Linked DNA regions of Urocitellus parryii: region 1 is linked to region 2. A link is a contact called in public Hi-C data. All regions are on one chromosome and are shown on one strand. The core of a region is the stretch at or near the end of the contact, and the rest is flanking DNA. Distances in the headings are between cores, read along the strand shown.

What was found. Hi-C and Micro-C count contacts between places; a contact is called where the count stands out from the background.
Region 1: a contact with region 2 is called in a Hi-C map of liver, with 12 times the contacts expected there. The contact joins the promoter of Gprc5b here to the promoter of Vps35l in region 2. A contact is called at or near these places in 2 of 2 Hi-C or Micro-C datasets (liver and muscle).

Annotation. Positions count from the first base shown.
Region 1 is chr9:13,543,046-13,545,745 of mUroPar1.hap1, forward strand. Gprc5b (G protein-coupled receptor class C group 5 member B) reads right to left here and starts at 1,355. Exons shown (of 4, transcript XM_026402464.2): 1 at 1,199-1,355.
Region 2 is chr9:13,292,506-13,295,205 of mUroPar1.hap1, forward strand. Vps35l (VPS35 endosomal protein sorting factor like) reads left to right here and starts at 1,396. Exons shown (of 31, transcript XM_026402461.2): 1 at 1,396-1,477. The coding sequence starts at 1,461. Ccp110 (centriolar coiled-coil protein 110) reads left to right here. Exons shown (of 16, transcript XM_026402504.2): 16 at 1-128.

The DNA.
Region 1 (2,700 bases), core at 105-2,604, 250 kb after region 2:
CTGAAAAACGTTCCTTGGCTGAAGCGCCAGGGATTTTGTGCCAGGCCCCTCCCCCACCTCTCTTGTCGTTGCAGAGACCCCCCCCCCCCCGGTGCTTCCTGGGCTCTGCTCAGGTGCCCCCCATCTTGGCGCAGTCGGACAGCCAATGTGGCGCGTGTGCTGGGGCCCCAGGCGGGGAGGATGCTGCCCGCCACACTCCAGGGGCCTTTGTCCGCGTTCCAAGGAGCCGCCCCCTTAGCGAACCCGGGACGAGGAAGAAGGAATCGGCGAGGCCTGGGTGTGACAGAGCAAGGGCTGGGGAAGGATCCGCTGCACTGAAGCGTCGCTGGGGCAAGGTCGGCGCGCCCCTCCAGGGCTGGTCCATCCGTTCCCCGGGGCGAAGCCTGGTGAGGGCTCCGGCCGTGCTCTGGCCTATCCTCCCAGGCAGCAGGGACACCGGGATGTGTGGGGTCTCCATGGGGCTGGGAGTCCATGTCCCCCCACAAGTGGGGACACAGCACAGGGTTAGTGCTTATCTCTAGCTTGGTCGACCTCTCTCCGAGGCCAAGTGCCCCGTGTCTGAAACGGAAACTACCCCCTCCATTGTATGCAGCCTCCCCCCATTTGTCCCCCAGCCTCAGATCTTGGCTCGGTGGCTTTCCCCTGCCCTCTCCCCGTCCCCGCCCTGGCCCAGCAGTGCGCGGCCACCGCCGGCTACGAGACTGGCCCCCAGGCCCTGCGGCAGGTGCCTCTGGCTGCTCGCCCCCCAAGTCTGGCCCTTGCTCTTTGGGCTCTGTCCTGTCCATAGTCATCCCCGACCCGCCTGCCACGCGACCCCCGGGTCCTCTCCAAGGTTCTGCTCACACGAGTCACTCGGGCACGCCAGGACTGCCTGACGCTCCCGGCTGCCTTTACCTGAGGTCACCCCAGACCCTCCCCAGAGACTTGATCTCCAGTTGGAGTGGGAGCAGGTCCCCCTCCCCGATAAAGGTCCCCAGCCCCTCCTCCCCCGCCCCGCCCTCTGCGGCTCCTCTTCCGCCGCACTGGGGTTCCCCTCACCCGAATCCCTCATCTCCCCCCCGCCCCCGCAGATTAACCCCAGGAGGGGAGTTAGAGAAGCACACGACCAGGACCCCCGCAGTCTTCCCAAGCCTAAGGCGGGAAAAGTTTCTGGGGTCCCCGCAGCGCCCTCCATTGCGTCGGCGCGGCTCGCACTCACCGACCCCCGCGGCCCCGCAGCGCCGACTCTCCAGTTGGCCCTCGGCCGGAGTCACATCTCTGCAGCGCGGTGGCGGCCCCCGCTCCGCGCGCGCACGCCCGCCTGCCGATCCAGCCTCACTGCATTGCCCTAGCGAGCCGCTGCCGCGCGAGGCGCCCCCTGGCCAGGCCCGCGCCGCTGCAGCGACTGCGGCCCCGCCCCCGCCCCGCCGGCTCCGCCCCTGGCCTCCAAGCCCCGCCCCTGGCCCCCGCGGGCTGTTGGGTGCGAGTCCTGGCGCTGTCAGCGAGCACCCAGGCGGGCAAGCTCTCCGTTCCTGGCCCAAAGCGCTGAGATGACCCCCAGCGTCCGGCGTCCCCAAGGCGAAGACATTGCCCCACAGCCACAGTGCACCCATAAACGGTACGGACGCGCCATCCCCAAGTTGATCCATTTGCAGAAACATCCCCCAACCGAGACACACACACACACACTCACACTCACACACTCACACACACACATACACTCACACACTCACACTCTCACACACACACTCACACACACACACACTCACACACACACACTCACACACACACACACACTCACACACACACTCACACACACATACACTCACACACTCACACACACACACACTCACACACACATTCACACACACATTCACACACTCACACACTCACACTCACACACACTCGCACACACATACACTCACACACTCACACTCTCACACACACACACTCACACACACACTCACACTCTCACACTCACACACACACTCTCACACACACACTCACACACACTCACACACACACACTCTCTCTCTCTCTCTCACACACACACACACACCACTCTGGGGCATACTCCCACGGGGGCCCTGGGGCAGGAGCCTTCTCCTGCCCCGTATGCATTTCCATGTGCTTTCGGACTCCTCTAGGGGGGTCCCTACTGAGCACACTGCCTGCCCTCCTCTACCCCGCTCCCACAGGTCCTTGCCCTTTTGCTCAACTAAGCCCAACACGCATAGCCTTGTCCACTCCAAACACCCCACCCCCCACACACACGTCAACATGGTGCACCCCTCACGTGGGTCGTACGCAGGATTCCCACCGCCACCACCGCACACATCACCCACGGACGCACACGTCCACACTCTCCCCAGCGCACATTTTCAGAGGTTCTAGCCTCCAGCTGTGAGATTCGCAGACGGAGGGCACAACCAGGACACGTGTCCACCGGACTGCTGGGACCTGTGTGAAGAAGGGGTCCAGGGCAACCTCCAACCTCGGCACTTAATCCCCTCCTCATTCACCGGGCGGTCTGGGGTTGGCATTGCCCCGACCAGGCTGGCAGAGTGTGTGTGTGTGTGTGTGTGTGTGTGTGTGTGTGTGTGTGTGTGTGTCTGAGCTTCAGTACTCCTTTCGAGCTGGTTCCCTGGGTGACCTTCGGATCTGCAAGCTGGGGCTTGTCTCAGATGGTTCTTTCTGGGGACAAAAACCGGGTCGTTGAGG
Region 2 (2,700 bases), core at 146-2,645:
TGTGTGTGTGTGTGTGTGTGTGTTCCAAGTTTTTTAATGTTCACAGCTTTTTCTCATAAAAGTGCCAGGCACTGTTTTGTGCTTTTGATGAAGTTTTATTTATATATATTATTTTTATTGTTTTTTTTTTTTACTTTGGGTGGAATGTCCATTAATGTAAATTGTATTTATTTTTGTACTTTAATTTTCACTAGTTTTGCTTCTAGGCAAAGGCAAATAAACTTTTCATCTCAAAGGAAATCTAGTTTGATCTGTTTTCTTATTGACAGAAAAGCATCTGACCACAGTATGGAATGTGACCATTTTCTAGCCCGCCTGGGGAGTGATTAGAGATGCCAAGGCCCAGCCTGGACGGCCGGGGAGGTGGCACTTCAGGGGACCAGCTCTGCTCCGTCGCGGAGAGGAAGCGCCCTCCACCTTTCCCTGGGGCTGCCTCCTGGCAGAGGCCGAAACGCGGGCTCAGGAGCCGCAGACCAGCCCAGGCGGGTTCCACTGCCGATTTATCTGAGGAGTGGGGGCCTCGGACCTTTGCTGTCAGAAGACGCTGAGAATAAATGGGAAGAGGCTCAGGCGCGGCCAGGGTCGACCCGGGCCTCTTTACTCTGGTTTGGGATGTTCAGATCCTTCCTAGCTGCAGCAATTCACCAGTGTTGGGGCTTGTTCCCCCCAAAGAGGTGATGATGGTGGTCGTTCAGACCAGGTGGCCGTGGGCTGGTCGTTCCCGCCGCCCGCGCGGCGCCTTCAGCTTCGCCCGGGGGGCGGAGCGGCCCTAAGCTGCCTCGTTGGTCGGTCGCTGGGCTCCCGGCAGCGCTCAAACGCCGAGGCTCCTGGTCGCGGTGCTGAAGTGCCAGCTTCCCCCAAGTACCGGGCAGCCGCCAGGTGGGTGCAGGCCGACCGCGGGGACTCTGCTGCAATCCGCAGCCGTGGTTCGCGCCTAGCACTACGAGCCCCGCCCCGTCAGGGCGACAGTGGGCTGGTGACATGACCCAGTAGAGCAGCCAGCTGCCACTCCAAATCCGGGGGCCTGCCCCTCTCGATCACCGCGTCTGCGGCTCATGCCCTGAGTAATCATGGCGCTGGAGGAACGCGCACCCTGGCCTCTGGAGCGACAGCTATCCCTTTCAACGGCGTTGACAGAGAAGCAGCCTGGATTCCACGTAGCCATCTCTACCCCTCATAATCGTGGCGCCAGCAGGAGCCGCGATCTGGTCTTAGCATCGTGGGCTCTACTTGGTGGCCTGTGCCCTTCACAATCATGGCGGCAGCGGAGAGCCCGAACTTTGGGCTCCGCTCGGCTGCGTCGGCCCCGCCTCATCCTGGCGTCATCAAAAGGCGCAGCCTGGGGAGGCGGAGCAAACAGCTGCCCCTCACAATCATGGCGGCCCGAGAGGGGCGTGGCGGCGTCCGAATGCTAGAAAAAGGGCTGGCGGCCCCAGAAGAGCGGTCATGTGACTAGGAAGATGGCCGTCTTTCCGTGGTAAGGAAGAGGTGGCGTGTGGGCTTCAGAGAGGGGCTGTCTCCTTGTGTCTGTCTCTGCGAGTATGGACAGCCCTCCCCGAGTCGTCCCGGCTGCTGGTTCTCCGCCGCCCGCATTCCCCAGGGGGGCCGCGGGTTTCCACACCCCGACTTTCCCGGGAGAGGCGGGCATAGGTTCCCGGCCGGTGGGGTCGGGGAGACTCGGCGGCCTGGCTGCGGCCAGAGCTGCGCGTTCACCTGGGAGAACCCCGCGCCGCCCGTCCGTGCTGCCCCTTGGTCTGAGGGGACGGCGGTGCGGTGCTGCCCACGCCCGAGCTGTCCGGCAGGCGTTGGGGCGAGACCCCGAGGCGGCAGCGACTCACGCCTTCTGGCGTTGGCTTCATGGAGGAGTCGCTTTAAACTGGGTCTTGCGGGATGCATTGGAGCTCATCACGCGACAGGCGTGTGGGGTTACAGTGGGGTGACGGGACCGTCAGGCCCCAGCAGGTGACTGGTGTGCGTGAGGAACTCGCACAGGTTGTGATGGGGACAAGGGGATTATTTGGCGACAGCAGACCTCTCTTGCAGTTGCTCAGAAGGGTCATAATCTGATCTCTCTGCAAATGGTGGGAAGTAGCTTACATGGGATGATGAACGAGCCAGAGCCAGCAAGTGAAAGAAGGTGCAGCCCAAGACCTTAGAAGTCACCCGATGCACCCTGGGTTTATGCTTGTGAAGCAGTTGACTGCTCCTTGTTCATCACCTGTGGCCTCCAAGGCACACTAATCGGTGCTGGATGCCCTGGTCCCCCTCGCCTGGGGTCCCTTTTGACCTAGGGAGGCTGGCCGGGCCAAGAGACCGGGCACACTTGGGGGAAATCAGCAAGACAGCGCCCCAAGTTCGAGAAACTCCTGATTTCATTGAACTTCTCTGGATTTTGGTATTAGCTCCAGGAGGACTGACTTCCCCTGCTTCCCAGTGCAGTTGTACTAAATTTTGGTGTTTGTTTTAAAATGTGAGGATTCCATGACCCTTAAGCACCTAGGTTCTCCCTGGTTCCTAATCTGGCTTCTCAGTGTTGGTGCCTGTTCCAAGGTCAGTTTCCTTACTAACTTTTGGCCATTTAAAGGGACTCTGTCCTCTCGTTTCCTGGGTGCCCAGAACAGCAGCTTTAAGGGCTCAGTAGCATTGATGAGTGAACAAGGAACACCCCCCCCCTTTGGTCACATGCTACTCAGGTACTGT